Regions from separate parts of the Gossypium hirsutum genome. Here region 2 is linked to region 1. A link is a contact called in public Hi-C data. All regions are on one chromosome and are shown on one strand. Each heading gives the region's core, a stretch centred on a gene start, on an enhancer-like site or on the middle of the called end of the contact. The rest is flanking DNA. Distances are from core to core; before and after follow the strand shown.

Region 1 (3,274 bases), core at 375-2,874:
CCCTCAAATTAATAAAATTTATACACAGCATGACATCTACGGCTCATGCATGCATGGTTGGGTCAACAATACATACATTTTTGTACCATGTTGGATTTTTTTTTTATTGAGTAAAGTTCAAATTATAACTTACTTCTGTTACGACACTGCTTTAACTCAAATATTACTTGTACTATGTTACAAAACACCATGCCAAAACCAATCAAGACTCAGTGGCTTCCATCTGATGCCCAAAGAGAATTGCACGTTAGCATTTGGTGCTTTGGGCTGCAAACTATCTCTGTTTTTCTTTTTCTTTTTTTGGTTAAAATATGCGATAAATTAATCTACTCTTTGTGAATTTAATCTCCTTACTTTTCAAATTTTAAAATTCAAGTCCTACTATTAACACTATAAATCTTATTTTATTAAATTTAAGTTCATTACAATGTCATTTTTTAACTATATTACTACCAAGTGAGTATTTTTTTTATTTTAAAATGTCACACAAATAAATTTAATAGTATTAACAATTGGACTTAAATTTTAAAATTTAAAAAATAGAGGGATTAAATTCTAAAAAAATAAAATTACAAGAACTAAATTACTAATTTGTGAATTATGGCATATTTTATTTTATTTTTTCCAAATTTTTTTATGATCTTGAATTTGTTTATTTTTCCGTAATCAACTTAATGCTGGGTTAGGACTAAAACTGCAATATAAAAAAAGTTGATGGTACACCAATCACATATTAATTTATTTGAAATTATCCATCCTTTATCATTTAATCCTAAAACATTAGTTGCCGAGTGCGGACCAGACATTTGTACCTAAAAAGAAATACTTGTACTGTGTAATTAGCTGATAAATTAAAGTTTCTAAACAAGAAATTAGGATCAGTTGATTATTCCAGGATGGAAGGGATGAATTAATCTTTTTTATTTTTTCCAATTTGCGTTATAGTATATGGCATTGGTATCTTGACTTGATCAACAATGTCTGAACTAATTAGATATGCAATATATATTCCTAAAATTGAAGTCTTTAGGCGGAGCAGTGACTGATAGCAGTAAAAGTAAGGCAGAATGAGAGTACATACCTTGGGAATTTGCTGTTCTTAACAGCTTTATGCCCATATTTTCTCCATCTATAACCATCATCAAGTATATCAACTTGGCTTCTAGTTTGAAAAGCATATCTGGGTTTTCTTATCTTTTTATTTTCTCCCTTCTTCGTTTTACCGATTTTCACTTCACTTTCAGTCGTCGTTCCAACCAAGCTGTTGTTTTCGTTCGTCGCCCCACCAACTTTTATATCTGCCATTAGTCCCAATATCCCATCATTATCTTTGCCGCATTCGAATTCACTATAACCAAGCGAGCTCGTGAGGTTTAAGGACAAGGACGTCGATGAGGATGATGAAGTAGGGAAAAAACCCTGAAAATTTTCCATGTTAGTAGATAGAGAGAAAGAAAGCGATAGCTTTGGGGAGATGAATCCCTACTTATATATATACACACACTACGAAGAAGGAGAAGGAATTGAACAGTGAACGAAGATAAATGCTTTTTGTGAAAGTTAGACTTAGAGGCGAAAGAAAGAGAAACTTAAAAGAGGCTGGCGGCCCCTTGGTTACCCATGGCAGTCATCTCTCTTTATCTTATGTCTAGTATCGTAAACGGCACGTAATATATAATTATTATATAAATTTTTTATATATACGAAATACGGTTAATATAGATTTTAACCCCTGAACTAATATGTTTGTACTTAGTTGGTACCTCTTTTGACCTTATTAGTATCTAAACTTGTATTCTGTCAACTAAGTTAATACCTTTGTAATAACATCATTAGTTTGTATTGATGTGGTTTTTTTAGCCAACCTGATAATGTCACATGGTAGTCTCTCAATATGTCACGTGTCAAACACAAATTAGAAAATCTTTAAAAATATAAAAGTCCTTGAACCTTTTTAGAAAAAACAATTAAGTCCCTACTATTTTTTCACTCAATTGGATACTTAAATTGTCAAAATACATCAAAAAGGCCCTTAGATCGTTAACTTTAATGGTTGATTGTTAAAGTTAATGGCCTTCAATTTTTTTCTTTATTCAGTTATCTCCACCACCCATCATGTTGTGGTTGTGACATGTGGTGGAAAAATAATCAAAATCTATAAAAACAAAATTAAGATTTTATAAAAATACAGAAAATATACTTTTTTTTTAATATTAAAATATATATTTTTAAAAACTTTTTAAAATTTAGAAAGAATATTAAAATTATAAAAAAATAATAGAAAATTATTAATAACATTATAAAATATAAAAGGTTTATTAGTAAAAAGGAAAAACTTTAGCGAAAAATAAAAAAAATCAATTAAACTCTCAACAAAATTTAGCACTTAATTGAGCCTTTAAAAGATGAAAAATTAATCAATCAAGCCCTTCCATTAATGCTAACCAAGTTTGACTGTTAAGTTATGCTAACTTGGTTGATAGACTAACCGGACGACGACATGTGACAGCCACGTGTACATCATGTTGACGTAGCAAATATTTTTTAAAAAATAAAAAATCTAAAAAAATATTTAAAAAATAATTATTGGGCAATGTTTTTTTTAGGGATCAACATCAAAATTATACATGAACTTTAATTTAATGTGCAATACTATACATAAACTTTGATTTTGTGTGATTTTATATATGAAATTTTGATTTATTTAATTTTCAGAAATTACTGACAGCATATAGAAATTGTGATATTAATCCAATATAAAAATTAAATGTTTGTATTCATTTATTTAAATTTGTACAATTAAATCAAAATCGAAGTTTTATATGTATATATAAACCACAATTCAAGTTTCATGTATATGATTACACCAAATCAAAATTGATATATCTATGGGGCGTGCCTCGTATTTATCGGACAGTTTGTAGACACTTAATAAAGACAGAGGCGAAATAGGCACAACGTCGTGATGAAGGGCAACGTCATGAGAGGGATTTCGTGACAACACGATGAGTTCTCCAATTGACGGAGAGGCGACATCATGACGAGCATGCATAGAACGTCACGACGACACAACGTATTCCTCAAGTAATACAATCGCATTTTAACAACCAAACATGACTTCTTCTCTCAATTGAACTTTGAATACTTCACGGATATTTTAAGCATTTTAGCCATTTAAACTTAGCTTATTTAAAGGACCTTGTATTCCTATTCTGAAAGGCAATTAAAGATATAGTACTACATGATTTTTCTTTTGGGGGTGACAAGAAGTAGT
Region 2 (3,274 bases), core at 433-2,932, 41 kb after region 1:
TTCAAGATTTAGATCAAATTGTTAATATCGTTAAATTTCTTTTATTAAATTCAGGTTCATTACCATATTTTTTTTGTTATATGGCTATTAAGTGAACATTTTATTATTTCAAAATATCAAACCAATGAGTTCAACATAAGAATTTCAATAATACTAACACTTTAATTTTAATTTTGAAATTTTAAAGATATTAAATTCTTAGAAATAAAAATGGGATTAAATTTTAAAAATACGAAAACAACATGAGCTTGGAACATTTTTTAACCTTAATGTTTTTAATGTTGACCAAATAGAAAAGTTGCATTTTTAGGCTCTTCAAAAAAAAATTCAAATTATAAATTTTTTAGATTTTGGACCCTTCCAAAGTTTTGGAATTTTATTTGGATTCTTGAAGACAAAATTTAGAAGGTTGGGCATAGCGAGAATGAAAGGTTGAAAACAAAGTTTCATACTTCTATCAATCTATCGTAACTGATGTTGTCATGTTTTTTGTCTTATGTATTTAGACGAGTTTAGTTTTTTGATGAAACTTTCAACTTTATTTTGGGGAAATGGTGTGTTTGAAGTCCAAACATTACATAATTACTTGGAAACTTTGCCTTATCATATTGCATTCTCAATCTTTGACCGACCAACAGCAACCTACCTGCATTTATATTTGCGTCAAACAATTTATTGCATTTAATTTTGGCTTACATTTATTATCCAGAATTTGTCCTTATTATCATGAAACCTAATTCACAAGTTCTCAACTCTATTCTATACCATCTTTAATTATGTTCTATTTTGTGAAAATAAAACTACTTAAACAATAATTGTTAATAAGAGCTTTATGAATTTAAGGAGTACAACAACAAAGTTTGATATTATATTCTTGGAATGTCTATTCTTTATTTTAACTTTATGTTTAAAAGTTTTGTTGGAAAGCTCAAGCTACTAAAAAAGTTACGCAGGGAAAAAAAGAATTCATTAATGAAAATGTATACATCACTCTAAATTGTGAATTAAAAAAAAAAATCACCATTTGACATTTCCATTATTCCTACCTAATGAATTGCAGAAAGGAGTCATAACTTTGAAAATAAATTAACAAGAAACTCAGCAATTTATGAGTGACCCTAGTAACTCGATGCAAAGGACTTGACATGCATCAATTATCATTGAAATCTTAACAATACAATTTAATGTTAATATTTCTTGTTTTTTATACAATAGACATAATTTGAATTCATATCAAATAAATGTCTAACAATAATTTTAATTATAATTCTATATCAGTTAAAATGATTTTAATGCCTATTAACTTTAGCATTAATAAAATAAATTTGTTATGGGATTTTTATACTAATCGCACTTGCTCTGCAATATAAATATATTTTTAATGGAATTAATTTGTACATTATGTTGTTATAAAAATTATTTTTTTGCGAGATTTACAATTATTTCTCCTAATAACATTATTTCCATAATTTAAAACCCGCATTTTTTCTCATACAATGTAACTTATCATTGTAAATATCGGTAGCATATTAAACACTGAGTCATGAGTTGGAAGTCAAACTGAAACTGAGTTGATATATACAATGCTGAGCACTTTCTTTGATATCATTAACTAGGTTGTCAATATATGTTTGTTTCAATTGAAAAAAAAATTCAGGGCCCATGAGTCGAGATCTAATGTCATGTTCCAAGCCCAACAAAGGTGTGTGGAAAGATGACTTCCACGGTTCATAAACCACACAGTTTTAGTGTGTGCGAGGCAATTTTTTAGTTAGTTTTTCTTTTATAAGATCTTATAGTTATCCTATAATATTTTAGTTTTTGTTATAAAATAAAATACAAAGAATAAAAAATAAAGAGAATCAAAGAGTAAAGAGAACATATTTTATTGATTGATGGGAATCATCTACAGTGCTTATCCAAAGTCTATATTTATAGATATAAGAAATATAAATGAAATAGAACTCCACTCCTAATTACTATTAGAATTTAAAGTACATCAAAATTTATCTACATCTTGATAGACATCCACTTAATAAATATTCATAACACTCCCCCTTGGATGTCTATTTGTTGATAATGTGTCTCGTTAAAACCTTACTAAGATAAAAACTATGTGGGAAAAAAATTTCTAGTGAAGGAAACAAAGTACACATATCTATAATACCCCTAATATGCTGCTTCATTAAAAACCTTACCAGGAAAACTCAATGGAACAAAACATTGGTTAAGGAAAAAAGAGTACAGCGCGTATTTACTCCCTCTCATGAAAATATCACATACTCCCCTCATGAAAATATCACATACTTTCTCATATTCTACGTATTCAATCTTGAATACTAGTTTTTCAAATGACTATTCGAATGTATTTGCTAAGCATTTCTATCACCATTCTTTTGAAAGTCATGAGTGAGAAAATTTTAGGGAAATATATTTTGATATTTTCAAGAGTTTCAACAATAATCATAACAAACTTTAATCATGATTCTTCTATAAAAATATAAATAGGTATTTTGGATCATTTTATAACCCTACTTCAACTACTATTCACCCAGTCAAATTTACCACATATATTAAAATTATTTCAACTACTATTCACTCAGTCAAATTTACCACATATGTTCAAATTATTTCAATTCATATAAATAAAAAATTTCTCAAGAATTTCAATATGCTTTTAGCATTCTAAATCCTTCAAGGATTTTAATATAAACTTTACTGTATAGTGATTCATAAAAGGTTGTAATAACAACCATTAGACGCAAGTTAAATATTTTATAAATTGTCGGTTTAATAATATATTTAAAGGTTATTGTATCCACCACAAAAGAATATTTTTTTCATAATCAATGCCAGGACTTAGCAAAAACTTCACATTTTATTCCGTTTTTGCAAAACTATTTCATTTGTACCCTCACTGGCTTTATACCTTTATACCTTTAGATATTTGGACTACTGGTCCAAAAACTCCACAAATTAATTGCACTTGAGTTGCATTTTTCTATTTTGACCAATCTATTCTATATTTATATTTCTCAATATATTTATTCAAGATCCTCATTTTATTTCATTATTTCAACAATAATATTGCACGCAAAAACATTATAGACCAATTTTATTATTGGTTCCACATTTTCTCGAATTGACATAACTTATCGAGATTTCTTTATTTTCACCATTTGAATCTTCAATTTAAAGTACCTGAATCTCTTCTAGACTTTTAGTTATTAGAGTCTTGGGTCTCTTCTAGAGTACCTGCCATTAAATAGCCATC

The links. Hi-C and Micro-C count contacts between places; a contact is called where the count stands out from the background.
Region 2: a contact with region 1 is called in a Hi-C map of leaf, with 3 times the contacts expected there. The contact joins the enhancer-like site here to the promoter of LOC107886364 in region 1. A contact is called at or near these places in 8 of 34 Hi-C or Micro-C datasets (anther, callus and leaf).

The regions. Positions count from the first base shown.
Region 1 is chrA03:78,629,345-78,632,618 of Gossypium_hirsutum_v2.1, forward strand. It overlaps LOC107886364 (probable WRKY transcription factor 75), which reads right to left and starts at 1,625. Exons shown (of 2, transcript XM_016810290.2): 1 at 1,082-1,625. The coding sequence starts at 1,434.
Region 2 is chrA03:78,669,794-78,673,067 of Gossypium_hirsutum_v2.1, forward strand. No RefSeq gene overlaps it. Among protein-coding and RNA genes, the nearest start is that of LOC107886364, 40 kb to the left of the region's middle. Within about 2 kb of position 1,683, at least 1 of the 9 cell types and tissues checked has an H3K27ac peak or open chromatin away from gene starts, as enhancers often do. A contact at or near this core is called in leaf, where this site is marked.